Linked DNA regions of Ovis aries: region 1 is linked to region 2. The links are chromatin contacts, called in public Hi-C maps. All regions are on one chromosome and are shown on one strand. Each heading gives the region's core, a stretch centred on a gene start, on an enhancer-like site or on the middle of the called end of the contact. The rest is flanking DNA. Distances are from core to core; before and after follow the strand shown.

Region 1 (7,498 bases), core at 2,062-4,561, 160 kb after region 2:
TAGACGACTCCTCTCAGAGCTTCCATTCCCTCCGTAGGATCCCTGTCTCTCAGGACTGTGGCGTAGGCTTGGTGAGGTTGCCCATAACGTGGGCACTGCTGGGCTTGGCACTTGGGGAGGGCCCACAGTTAGCCTTTGGCGGGGGTCTCAGTTTCCCATCCCTTTGTCACATTCCAACCAGCCCTGTTAGTTCTGGCCCAGCGTGAGATTCACAGCCACAGATGGGCGTTTCTCTGACCTCACACATGTGCAGGCCACATGGGTATTCAGTCCTGGGCCCAGCCCCTCACAGAGCTGCCTGTTGGACACTCAGGCCTGAGGACCTTGTCATCGGGAGGAAGGGGCAGAGGCCAGCAAGGGTTCCATTGCTCCTTCCAAAGGCCCTTCCTGGGACTTCCCTGGCAGTCCAGTGGCGAAGACTCCACACTCCCAATGCAGGGAGCCTGGGTTTGATCCCTGGTCAGGGAACTAGATCCCACATGCCACAACTAAGAGCCAAACACAGCCAAATAAATATATATTTTAATTTAAAAGAAAAACAAGCAAAGGCCCTTCCTGCCGTGGCAGCAGAGGAGTCACATAACCCCAAAGTAGAAAGGACAATAGTCACAGGAGTGGTTAACACTTTTAGCGCATGTTCCTGATGTGTGCTGGGCCAAGTGTTATATTCATTGACCTTTCACAGCCTCTCAGTAGTCCCTGGATGTGGGTTCCATGGTCCCCATTCCACAGATGAAGATTCTCGAGGCCTAGGCAGATAATCACTTGTCAGGGTCCACAGTGGCAGAGCCAGGACAGGAACCCAGACTGCCTGCGTCTCCAGCCCATGCTCTTAACCTCTAGCCACTCACTCTAGGGCTGAGTTTGAATCCTGGCCCTGTGACCAGACAGCCTGGGGTTCGGTTGAGCTCTGCCACTCACCAACCTTGTGGCCTTAGGCAGATGGCTTTGCCCCTGGACGCCTCCATTTCTTCATCCATAAGATAGACCTGTACTGTCTGCGTGCTGTCTCCAGGAAAGGCGGGAAGGCTCCCCTGGAGTGGCGCACGCGAGCTGGGAGCACACGGCTGCTGGGCAGCGAGTGTCTCTGAACGGAAGGTGCTGTGATGACGCTGAGGTTTTGGCTGTCGCTCTTTGCCGAGAGGTCAGAGGGCCGTGCTGGGGAGTGAAGGTCAAGCTCATGGACAGAGTTCTGTCCTTCTCCTGCCACACACTTGTGTCTTGGGGGCCAGAGCGAGGGGCCCAGGCTGTTTTCCAAGCCAGCTGGCTGGCCCGCCCCAGATGGCCGCCCCCAGCCACCAGGGAGACAGAGTGGGCCCACGTCTCCCAGCAGATGGGACCGGAGCGTTGGCAGCGCCAAGCTTCCCGCCAGGGCGGGAACAGACTGGAGCTGGGCTTCGGTACTGCACACCAGAACGTCAGCCTCACCCGCCCTGAGCCTAGAAAGGACAAGCTCCAGGTCCAGGCCAGGGCAGCCCTGCCCTGAGCCCCTGGCTGGCAGGACACGGGGACTGCCAGCAGCGAGGGGCTCCCTGGCCCAGTGGGTTCCCTTTGGCTCCCAAACATGAGCTTTTGACAGCCTTAGTTTTGTTAGGGTTAGAGGTTTGGATTCTTTTTCGTTCTTTATTGAAAAAAGTAACAGTCGCTCATTAAGAATTTAAAGAGAATTTAAATGTATACACAGTAAAAAAGGAAGAATCTTGTATTAAGTGCAGAAAACAAGGGTAGTAGTGAAGCTCATTTGGGACCTCACTTGTGTTCAGGGGGTACCTCTGTTGGTGTGATGTTATCTCCAGAACATACTTTAAGTGAGGGGAAAAAACAAACTGTAGCTTCCTAATAAGGTTAAATTTTCTTTACATTTTTAACAACACATATGGCTTTGTGTAAATACATTTGTGTACTGTGACAACAGCTAACGTATTGAGTGCTCACTTTGTGTAGATAGATGGTAATAAGCACTGTATAAATTTTTCTTATTGAATTTATTTTTTTGACTGTTCCGGGTCTTCACTGGGGTTTTCAGGCTTTCTCTGGTTGTGGTGCACGGGCTCCTCATTGTGATGGCTTCTCTTGTTGCGGTTCCTGGGCTCTAGAGCACAGGCTCAGTAGTTGTGGCACACGGGCTTAGTTGGTCTGAGGCATGTGGGAGCCTCTGGGATCAGAGACTGAACCCCCGTCTCCTGCATCGGCAGGCGAATTCTTTACCTCTGAGCCACCAGGGAAGCCCTTTGTATTGAATCTTTACAACCCTTTTTGGCAGGCGCTGTTATTCCCCATTTTATCAGTAAAAGGCACAGAGAAATTCAGCAGCTTGCCAGAGTCACACAGCTGGAAGAGGGGGAGAGCCAAGATTTGAACCAAGGCAGACCGATTCCCAAGGGACCTCCCGGAAAGAACTCCAGGAGAGTGGACCAGCACGGAGGAAGGCATGGGTGCTTCTGAGTTGGAGGCTGGTAGAGAACAGCCTGCACGGGTGGGAACCTCCTTGCTGGCATGGCCCTGAGGCCCTTTAACAGCCCAGTGAGATGATGCCAGGTGTCATGAAGGGTGTTGCAGGCCGAGTGATGAGTGTAGATTTTATTGGGAGAGAGATGGACTGCTGTCAGCGCCTTCTGCACAGAGGAGAGACATGATCTGACTCAAGCGGCTATGGGAAGAATGGATTGGAGTCAGGTGGAGACCAGGGAGACCAGGAGAAGGCTGCTGTCAGTCCAGGTAGGACAGGACCAGGTGGAGGGCGGAGGTGGCTGCACGTTGCAGCTGCCAGTGCCCTACTTATCATCCCTAGCAGAGAAGTACAGTCTGGGAGCTTTTCAACTGGTGGCTTTTGGTCAAGTCTCAGAGCCAAAAATGTGACGGTAGGCCACCTGTCTCCAGTGCGGACGAAAACGAGGACTTCTGGGCCACACTGTCTCTTGTCTCCAGCAGAGGGCGCTGTGGGACAGTGTCTGTAGGATTCAAAGGCACTGATCCTGTGGGTCCATGAGTGGAAATTCACAATCCCAGGGCCACCCAGATTGACAGAGCAAAGCATCCATATCATGGCTTTTTCATGATCTATTTCAAGACTATCCTGCCTATGATAAGAGAGTTGTTTGTTTATAACTGGGAACTCCCAACCATGAGATCATCTCCTTTCCACGCATGCCTCTTGCCCAGGTCCTGTTTGGCAAGGGCAGGCTGTGTGTTTAGAGGCAATGTTGTGACATGTTCTTTTTGCTGTCTCTCGGCGTCTGTTGACTGAGGGTGAGCGTGTTTTTCCAGTAATGCTGAGCCGCCTCAGTCTCTTAAACTACAGCCCCACGTGTGTTTCCGGGGCCACAGCAGTCCCCTCGGGGGAGGATTCTTTCCCTGTCCTGCTGTAGACCAGGGAGTCATCTCACAATGGCACCAGAGCTGCAGTGCCGCGCCCAGGACATGGCGAGCCCGGCGGCCAGCAGCGCTCTGTGGGTGGGAGCCTGAGCTAGAGTCAGTGAGGACGTGCAGCAGGGGCTCTCAGACAGGGCTGCCATGTGTAAATGGGCACAGCCACTGGGAAAACTGCTTGGCAGTTCCATAAAAGTGGAAATTAACATGCCTGGTGACTCAGCAGTTCCTCTCCTAGGTATAAACCCAGATGCAAATGTGTTCATGTGCTCTGAGAGGTGCTTCTGTGACTGTTCCTAACAACACTCTTCGCAGTTGTCAAACACTGGAAGCAGCTTCCACGCTTATCAGCAGTAGGATGGGTTAAATCCATCATGGTAGAGACGGCAGCCTCTTGCAGCAACCTGGTCCCATCTCATAGCTGTGGCATTGTGAGAAAGAGGCCAGATAGAAATGAATATAAACACATGAAGCTCAGAAGTGGGCTGAAATAAATCATGGTGCGAAGAATTAGGATAGGATCGCTCTTGTTCTTGTTGAGTCACTGCGTGGTCCCTGACTCTGCAGCCCCATGCATGCACTGTAGCCTGCCAGGCTCCTCTGTCCATGCGATTCTCTAGGCAAGAATGCTGGGGTGGGTTGCCGTTTCCTTCTCCAGGGGATCTTCCTGACCCAGGGCTCGAACCCGCGTCTGGCACACTGGCAGGTGAAGTCTTTCCCACTGAGCCACTAGGGAAGCCTAGGGTTGCTTTTAGGGAGGTGAAAAGGGACACAGAAGAGTGTTTTGGAGACTGGTAATGTGTTTCTTCATCTGGGTGGTGATTACCTAGATACTCACTCTGTGCTAATTCCTCAAGCTGTGCTCACATGTGTGGTGTACTCTTCTGGAGTGCATTATATTTCAGAGGGAAAAAATTACTCAAAGAGAAAAATCGTGAGCTCTGGAGACGTCACACCTAGGGTGGAACCCTGGTTCAGCCTCTTAGCTGTGGTGACCTTGGATAAGGCACCTAGCATCTTAGAGCTTCAGTTTTCTTATCAGTAAAAGGGAGATAGTAACATTCCCTTCCCCCAACAGACCGACACATATACTAGTAGTTACAACTACTGTCATGCCTGAGTACAGGGCAGTTGAACTGTGCTTTCATAAATGTGACTTGTTATTGATAGATCTGTTAGAAGTTACTTTGTCTGCAAAGTCACAGAAAAGATGACTATAGCTAAAACAAATGCGGGTTATTTTAATTATCTAACAGGAAATCTGGAGGTAGGAAGTGGCAGGGACTGAATTCTATGTGATTTTGTTGTTGTCTCATTCCTAATGATCCCAGGGTGGCTGTCGCAGCTTCAGACATCTTATCCTCATACCAGCGTCCTTAGAAAAAAATGAGCAGGTGGAAAGGGGCTTTTTAAACCAGGGAAGAAAATCTTTACCAGGAAAGATAATCTGCCACAGATGTCTTCCCCAAGCTGAATTTCCTTCTCATTTCAAAAGGCCTGGATCTAGTCATGTGGCCACCTGTAGGAGAAACTTGGAAAGCAGCCTCTGGGGAAGGAGAACGCGATGGCCGTGATTGGCTTGACTAAAGGTTTTGTTTTGTTAAGCAATTTAGACAGTGTGTATTTCATAATTTACTGTTACATTCCATCAGGATATTTGTTATGACAGTCCAGATAAAACATGTATCTTTGGAAAAAAGCTTCAAATGCTTAGTTTCATAACACGTAAATATAATGTACATAACAAAGATATAGCAAGAAACTGCCACCTACCCACCAGGGAAAAGACCCTGGTGCTGGGAAAGGCTGAGGGCAGGAGAAGGGGGCGACAGAGGATGAGATGGTTAGATGGCAACATGGACTCAGTGGACATGAGTTGGAGCAAACTCCGGGAGATGGTGAAAGACAGGGGAGCCTGGGCGTGCTGCAGTCCGTGGGGTCACAGAGACAGACACGACTGAGTGGCTGAACAACAGCATCAACCCAGAAACTGCCGTATTCATCATTTCTGGAACACCTCTGTATTGGCCACGATGCTTTCAGCTCTAAGAAAACTTAAGTTTGTAAAGTGCCAGATAGTAACTGTCTTAGGTTCTATGGGGCATATGGTCTTCTTCAGACTATTGAACTCTGCTAATGTAGTGTGCAGGCAGCCACAGGTAAAACAAGTGTTTTTTTATTAGTATTCTAATAAAACTTGACTTTATGGACACTTAAGTTTGAATATCATATACTTTTCACATCACACGATGTTAATTTTTCAACCATTTAGAAATGTAAAACATGGCAGGCAGTGGGCCAGATCCAAATCACTTGTGGAAAAATGAACAACCCGACCAAAGCAAGGCGCTGCAGCAGTGAAGTGAGGGGTGAATGCTGGTAGCCAACCTTTTATTTATTCATTTTGCAGCACAGTTCAAAAAATAAAAATTATAATGATGATAGTATCTAACATGGAGCTCTTCCTGTGTCTCAAACACTTATTCTAAGGACTTCAAAAATATTAACTCATGTACACCTCAAAGCAATCCTAACATATTGTTATTATCACTTCTTTTTTATAGAAAAGGGAACTGAGGCACGGAGAGGTTGAGTGCATGCCTCGTGCTAGAATCTGAGCCTGGGCAGTTGGAGTCCTGAGTCCACGCTCTTAACCTCTGTGTCATGTTGCTTCTACTAGAAAGATAAAGATAGTGAAGACCATGTAGGATTCTCATATAATTCAGCTGCAGTATAAATTGCAACCTGCTCGGCAACCTGCCCAATATCAGTTCAGCTCTGCAACCTGCTAAAACAACACTAACATATTTCTTTCTGTAGTATTGTGTTTTCAGCTTTTTAAAAAATTATTGTTTAGTTGCTAAGTCATACCTGAGTCTTTTGTGATCCCATGGATTGTAGCCCACCAGGCTCCTCTCTGTCCATGGGATTTCCCAGGCAAGAATACTGGAGTCGGTTGCCATTTCCTTTTCCACTAAGTAAAGGTTTTAAAATCTGACTGCACATCAGAATTTCCTGAGAAGTATTAAAAGAGAATAGGTATGTAAATACACAGATATGTAAGTGTGTGTATACTACATACATACATACAAGCCTGGGCCCCGCCACCAACCAGCTGAATCAGAGCCATTGGTGGTGATTTTGACAGGAAATGAGTGCTACAGTTAAAGACCCACGACGGTACTGGTGTCTGGGGCAGGCAGGTGTTTTACCTGAGTGTGTGGTAATAGACTTCCCTGGTGGCTCAGATGGTAAAGAATCCGCCTGCGATGCAGGAGACTCGGGTTCGATCCCTGGTCAGGAAGATCCCCTGGAGAAGGGAATGACTACCAACTCCAGTTTTCTTGCCTGGAGAATTCCACAGACCGAGGAACCTGGTGGTCTACAGTCCATGGTGTCTCAAAGAGTTGGACGTGAGTGAGCAACGAAATGCACATTAAGTAATACATGTACATGTATTACTGTGATAACGACAGTGAAAGTGTCTGTTAGCATGCCGACGTGGTAGTCCCTATTTTATTCACTGTACCTTTTATTACCTGACACAGTCCACCTCCCCACCTGCGTATCAGCTCCAGGAAGACAGGGGTCTTTGTTTTTTCACCACGCTAAAGAGGGCGCTGGGACAATATTTATTGAACAAACAAAGGCTGTTCCATCCACTGTCCCAACACTCCCTGGGAGCTGAGGTGGAGCGATAGGAAGTCACTTGGTCAAGATCTCACAGCCAAGGGGCAGCAAGTTCAAGTTCTTTCAGACCCAGTGCTTTCCAGCCCCAGAGTCCAAGCTTCTGACCATCACACATGTTGCTGTGAGAACAGAACAGCCTCGTGGGCCCTCTCTCCTTCCTTCCCGCGTCCTGAGAGCCTCGTCTCCCCCCCTTCTCCCTGGAGCAGCTCACCACCTTGCGGGGCTCCATCCTGGAGGATGCCACACCCACCGCCATGAAGCACGGGACTGGGCGGGGCCTGCCCCTTCGGGACGCCCTGGAGTACGTCATCCCTGAGCTCAACATCCACTGCCTGCGCCTGGCTCTCAACACTCCCAAGGTGACAGAGCAGCTGCTGAAGCTCGACGAGCAAGGGGTAAGCCAGGGCCCGGGATGGGTGGGGGTGCAGGGGCAGCAGCC
Region 2 (6,740 bases), core at 2,618-5,117:
GCATCACTGACTCGATGGACGAGTCTGAGTGAGCTCTGGGAGTTGGTGATGGACAGGGCGTGCTGCGATTCATGGGGTCACAGAGTCAGACATGACTGAGCGACTGAACTGAACTGAACCCTCAACCTACTAAATTGTAAAGTCATAAGGGTAGGACCCAAAATTGAGTTTTAAACAGCCAATCTTAAAGTCTGGGAACTGGTGGTTTGGAGAACTCTTGGAATTCCAGGTCATTTGGCCGGGGCATCCTGAGGTAAGGTCAGCAGAACCCACCCTCTGGCATGGTTAAGCCTAGACTGTGTGTTTCCACAGAGACATGATGGCTGGATCTGGGGCAGGGTGAGCAGCAGGCAAAGCTTATCATCATCTCATGTGTAGGGTGGGTAAGAGCCCTCCCCCCCGCCAAAAAAAACCCCCACATCAATCACTTCATGAGTTCTCAAAAGAATTCTGAGAGGCAGATCCAGTCACCTCCATTGTATGGATAAAAATTGTGAATTCAGAGAGGTAAAGGATGCAAACAGAGCTACACATGGTAGGCTCAAGACTGAAACTCAACCCACAGTTCAGGATTCTCCTGTCCTTTCAGAGAAGCAGGAGGTTCTCCCAGCTGAGGCTAAATGCACTCTCTGCCTCACAAACCCACTGATGGGGGCTTTCAGATATGAGCATCCTGTGTTTCTTCTCTCCCAAAAGCTGCACTCTGCCCTCCTGCTGTATATCTTTTTCCATTCTGTTTCCCTGTGACCCTGCACTTGCTGACCGCCTTTGAGGAGCCATTGTGACCTGCTGAAATGGATCGGTGGGTGGCCCCTCAGGCCAGGGCTCCATAGCTCAGAACTACACCCGCCCCCCCCCCCCCGTTCCTTCTTGAGGCCCCAGAGCTACTGAGAGTGGTCGCTTGAAGTCAACAAATCTGCTGTCACTGCCATACATTTCCGTTTTTCCTAATATCTCCTCTGGGTTCAGCTTCTCTCGACCAGCCTATAAAAAGCAAGTGGCTGGGACCCTTTGGGGTATATTCTTTGGAGGTTAGTAAAAAAGAAGTCCTCCAGCCCCCAAACCTCTGTCTGTTGTTATTTTGGGAAGTTTTGTTTGTTCATCTTTTTTGTGGGATCTTAGTTCCCCAACCAGGGATCAAATGTGTGCCCCCTGCAGTGGAAGCACAGAGTCCTAACCACTGGAATGCCAGGGAATTCCCTGTTTTTTTGTTGTTCTTTTGCCACTTTCTCCCATCTTATACACTGGTCTCCTTAGAGGAAACCCTCTCCTATAATCTTCCACTTTGATTCCCTAATCCCATTACCTGTTCTTAAAAGCAAGTCCGGAGTGAGCTTCAGCTTAAGCATTCAGCTTAAGCCCAATGATTTTGACTTTTTAATATCTTGATAACCGAAAGATGATCTAATGGGAAGTCATGCAGCGAACCTAGGGGAGTCAGTATGTGGGGGCCGAGATATGGTATGTAATACTGACTACAGAGACAAATTAGGTCTATTATTGGACACTGATGCTGTCACCACGTCCTTTTTCTTAACTGCAGTCCATTCCAAGGTACAGTGTTCTGTTGATGGTGGTAGGATGAAAGGCCAGCATCCTGTGAGCCCTGCCTTTGTAATACAGAGAAATGACTCTAGGGGGCACTGCACTCCATGTCACTGTTGGGCCCTGTTTAAGAGGGAAAAGAACAAAGTATTGTTGAGTATGTGTAACAGGGAAAACTGGCCACCCTAAAGGATAGTGATGTGTGCTCCATGCTGTGAGGTAAAGCCCTGCATGGATCCTATAGCCTTGCAGGTGGCTCTTATGTTTGGGGACAGCGATGCAGAAAGCCCAGCTGGCATCAGCTGACTGTAAAGTCAGAGGGACTGGAAAGCCAAAGGGCAATCTCGGTTTACGCTGTTTTTTTCTCTTTTTTTCTGAATGACATTTCTAATACAGAGCTGAAGTCTGTCCCCAAGGCCTGGGACTACTACTCTGGTCTTATAAGTGATTTCACAGCTAGGGCTGGACTGGAATACATTTAACACACTTTATGGAAAGAAACAATTTTCCAGGCTGAGAAACATGTATTACCAGGGTAAACAAGTTCCTATTGGGTAAAGAGTTATCCATCCAGCATGGGAGTAGTGATAGCATCCAGAAATGATTAAGGTAGTAAGTGGTAGCTAGGTATTTTACATATATTGTTTTAATACTATACAATAATTCTGTGGCTTAGCTATCATCCTCCACTAATTGATAGCTAAGTCACAGAATGGACATGGAACATAACATACTAACAAAACATACTAAGGAATATATACTGAAAAGAAAGTCACTTGTCCTATTTCCCCTTCAGAAAGGTAACTCTGGTTGTCTTTCTACAGGTGTTCTGTACACACACAAAGATATATGTGGAAAAATACTACTTTTCTTACACAAACATTAGTATGCTATATTGTTGTTTAGTCACTAAGTCATGTCAGATTCTTTTGCAATCCCATGGACTCTAGCCTATCAGGCTCCTCTGTCCATGGGATTTCCCAGGGAAGAATATTGGGGCTGGTTGCCATTTCCTTCTCCAGGGGATCTTTCAGACCCAGGGATTGAACCCGCGTCTCCTACATTGGCAGGTGGATTCTTTACCGCTGAGCCACCAGGGAAGCCCAGGTGCTATACACTGCATTTTTCTCACTTAATAATCTTAAAGAGTAACTCATATTAAAACATACAGTTCTGTCTCATTTTTCAACAGTTGTCAGCTGCATGCTACTCCATCGTCTGGCTGAACTATCGTTTATTTATCTAATGTCCATTAATAGAAATTGGGCAGGTTCCAGCCTTTTGCTATAACCCATGCCACAAATGAATATTTTTGTTAATGCCTCACAGTTTTAATTAACTTAAAATTTAAAACTGAAGCGATGTAAACCTTTTTTCATTAAACATAACTTATTTTAGACATACTGGCTTAAATTAATAAAATTTCACCTATATACTTTTTAAATGTAAATTTTAAAGTTGCAGATTTGGCTTGCATTATACTTCTATTAGACAGTATTGCTTTAGATTATCACCTTCCCGATGGTGGTGTGGACTTCGGTTCCTTGAGAGTAGGAACCGAATCTATCTTGATTTCTCCCCTGTCCTGATAATCAATCACCCAAGCTGGCATGAAGTAGGTGTCTAATACAGTTTTGTTGAATGAATGAGCAAATGAATCACCCTCTGCCCCTCTCCCAGGAAGAAAAAATATATACTTCCCAGCTCAGTCTCATTCAGCATCTTCTTGGAAGGAAGGATGAGATGGGAAGGGTATTGACTGGGTTTTCCTGACCAAAGAACCTTGCAGTTCCAGCTAGTTCCTTTGGTAACCCCTTATGGAGTAGTAGGAATGCCAATAAAAAAGGTCGGATCCTTGATTATGTCGACAAGTGGACTAAATTTTAACAAAATCTCCCCAGCCATAGGTACTCAACAAACACTGATTACCCTAAGAATGTGCGATCAACGAATAAATGATAGGTATCATGGCCTCCAGGGGACGCCCCCTGCCTGGTGAAGAGACTCCCGTCGAAGGCAGAGCTCCGGAGACTCCTACTACCGAGGGAGGCGACCAGACCGGAATCCCAACACATTCTGGCATCCCGGCTCTCCGCGTGGGAGGGAAGAAGGGCGTGTCCGCCTCCTCAAGGCTGGGGCCGCGCCTGTTACCTGCGACGACTGGGCTCCAGACAGGGGACGGGTACGGCGTGTGTGGCGGCACTCCGAAGCTATGTGAAGCGCCAGACCTAGAATAGGAGCGCCAGAGGAGCGACCTTGGGGATACTGCGGGAGGACTCGGCCAACAAAACGGTTAGCTCCCCAACCCCGCGCCGGGCGGACTGACCAAGGCCAGGCGAGTGAGCGCGCGTGCGCACTGGCGCGCGCCCGGCAGGAAAAAGCCCAGCGCGAGACCCCGCGCGCGCGCGCGCGTTCGAAAGGGAAAAAAAAAGTCTTCCCCGCGGGGGCCCGCGGCAATTTAGGCCGGAGTTGGCCGGCGAGCGCGCGTGCGCGAGCGCGCATAGACGCCTTTCTCCACAGCTCCCCTCGGTTGGGGGTCTAGCGCTGTGTTCCGCTGCTCCTGCTTCTCCAGAGGCTCGCGCCCTCGGGGTAAGTACCTCGCGCCTCGCGGAAAGGGAGAAAGAGGGTCTACTGAAGGAAGGGAGGAGGCGGATAGAGCTGGGAAAAAGGAAAAAACCGCCTTCGCAGAGCAAGGAACGCAATCAACGGGTTGGAGTCTACAGAAGACACACCTCCATCCCTCACGCCCCTCGGGGCTGCGGAAGTACTCAGGAGACTCGAGCGGCACGGAGACGACAGGTGGACTACCATTCCCAGAAGGCGGCGCGGCGCCGCGCCTACTGCTCCCGGCAGCGCCTGCGCGTCAGGCTTTTTTCAGTTTGCGGCCGCCTAGAGCGAAACTACAGTTCCCAGGAGGCCTCGCGCGAGGCGGCTTGGAAGTGGGCAGCCTGGAAGTCACTCGGGCCACTGGAGCTGGCGGCGTCTCCAGCAAGCGGCGCGGATCTGAACGCCGCGGTCGTGGGGCCCGCGGGGCGGGCAGCTGGGACACCCAGGTATGTGGCTCCGGGTGCAGGGTTGGCCTTGCGCTAGGGTAGCGGGGAGTCGATGTCCAGTCGGACCCCGAGGGTCAGCGCGGGCGAGCTACTGGGCGGACGGCCGGGTGTGGGCACCGGCTGTTGGGGGGCGGCGGCTGCACTCTCGCCCTCCGGACCTGGCTGGACGCGTGCCCGCATGCTTCAACTTTCCAGGCGAGCTACCCGGCGCCGTTGCGGGAAAGCGTGGCATGAGAGTCTGGTAGCGGTGGGTTCGTGTACGGACTCTTGCCTCTCGGGAGGTGCGATCTAGGGAAACCGCGCCGAACCTCAGTTTCTCCTTTCGGTCAAACCTGGGAAGAATAGTGGCTGTCTTACGCTGGGAATTCTGTTGAGATGTTGAGATCCGATGAATAAAGCGTTTGTACATAGAAGACACTTATTACTTGCTTGTTTTATTGTTAGCTCCGGAGAAATGGGATGAAGGTATTATCGACTGAATGTGGTAAGCTGAGGGTAAGCCACATGGTTAGCACTCGGTGCAAGGTGGCTGTTAGGAGAAATTATTTTGCTGAGAGCTTCGGTTTTGGAGGCAGAGCCAGGTTCAAATTTAGGTTCTACCTTTTACCAGCTCTGTGACCTTGGGCGACAGACTTCACTGCTCTGTACCTTGGTTTTCTCTGTCTACGAAATGGGTATTTTTTCATAGCAGCCACCTTGTAGAGTCGTTTGGAGGATGCAGTGAGAATACCATTTGTGAAATGCTAAGAGCAGCAGCTGGCACATAGTCAGCATTTAATAAATGACCATTGATTCAGCGTTTTCCCGGTTTCTCCGAGACCCCCTGAGGGTGGGGCTCTGCCTGTAGTCTTGCTTTTCTAGTGGATCAGACTTATAACTGGTCTGGTTGACTTCCTCTCCTGCACCCTCAGGTTCCATCCGTGTAAAATGGGATAACAATATCAGCCTCAGAGGGTTGTAAGGATTTGCTGATACCATGTTCCCAGTCCAGAGCCATCTCTCACTAAGTAGCAGCTCTTGTATATTATAATTGTTCTTCTTCCATGTGCTCCATCTGGCCCAGAGCTTGCCTAACTGTTGTGGGATGTGACATGACAGCCCTGAGCTCCCCCACATGTTCACTCCCAGCCTCAGTGTCCCATCTGTGAAATGATAGTCATAGGACATTTGTGCCAGGGTTGTTTCAATGATTCCAAAAGATAATTCATGTGTAATGTTCAGCACAGGGCCAGGTGCATCCTAAGCTCTTAATAAACATGCCTTGTTTCTCTTGATGGGCTTTTGCTGCTTATGTTTGTATTACAGTTCAGAGCAGGACAAGGTTAATGTCCCCTCGCCTCTAATTTTTATTCACCCAAGGTAAAATTGTGGAACATACTGCCATATAAGGGGCTGAGAAGAAATGGCACGGACTAGCTGCTGTCAGCAGGCCACCTGCCCTCCTCCCAGCTCTCACACTCCTGCTCCCAAAACGACCACTCTGGGGCTTCTAAGTGGTGTGCCGCTGTTGCCCGCCATTGACTGTCTCAAAGCACCATCAGCCCCCGAGCTCCACCTCCACACGTGGGGCCTGTGCTCCGTGATGTCCTCTGCTAACTTGATGTCCCATTGGGTGCCATGAACTCAAAATGTTAAAACGAAGCTCCTTTTCCTCCCAGATCCAGTAGTCACCACCTCGGCAGATGGGCCAAACCGGAAACCTGGGAGTCCTTCTCCCCAAGGCTTCCCAGATGCAGTTGATTGGCAAGGAGGATGGTGCTGTCATTCCATAGCAACCAGTTCTTTGGCCTGTCTTGGTCTCTTGGCTTATGGGCCACTGAAAGTCCCCCTTGACTACTGAAGGTGGCCTCTTCCAACATGGTTGAGTTGTTTCTTTCAAGTCACCAAGGATGGATACATGTCAAACACTGTATCAGTAGGAGCCAGAGAAGGCACTGCAGATGTGGTCAGATGGCAGTGGCCACAAGTATGGAGTAAAAGCCCTGGCTGTCAGGGAGTCCATTTCTAGCCTGGCTAAGCTCAGCTGAGTCGCTCGCTTTCTTTCTGCAAAGTTACCCGGTGTCAGCGGGTTAGAATATCCTCTGTGCAACAGGCCATCCTGAGTGTTTTGGGAGGCAGCACACGCACACCCAGGAAGAGGCT

Evidence for each region. Hi-C and Micro-C count contacts between places; a contact is called where the count stands out from the background.
Region 1: a contact with region 2 is called in a Hi-C map of tail adipose tissue, with 6 times the contacts expected there. The contact joins the enhancer-like site here to the promoter of LOC101109732 in region 2. A contact is called at or near these places in 8 of 16 Hi-C or Micro-C datasets (blood, hypothalamus, liver and 3 more).

Annotation. Positions count from the first base shown.
Region 1 is chr14:47,304,415-47,311,912 of ARS-UI_Ramb_v3.0, forward strand. It overlaps SIPA1L3 (signal induced proliferation associated 1 like 3), which reads left to right. Exons shown (of 22, transcript XM_042230909.2): 5 at 7,266-7,454. Among named protein-coding and RNA genes, the nearest start is that of DPF1, 110 kb to the right of the region's middle. Within about 2 kb of position 3,312, at least 5 of the 54 cell types and tissues checked have an H3K27ac peak or open chromatin away from gene starts, as enhancers often do.
Region 2 is chr14:47,144,191-47,150,930 of ARS-UI_Ramb_v3.0, forward strand. LOC101109732 (WD repeat-containing protein 87) reads right to left here and starts at 3,868. Exons shown (of 7, transcript XM_060398592.1): 1 at 3,697-3,868. It overlaps SIPA1L3 (signal induced proliferation associated 1 like 3), which reads left to right and starts at 3,653. Exons shown (of 22, transcript XM_042230909.2): 1 at 3,653-4,134.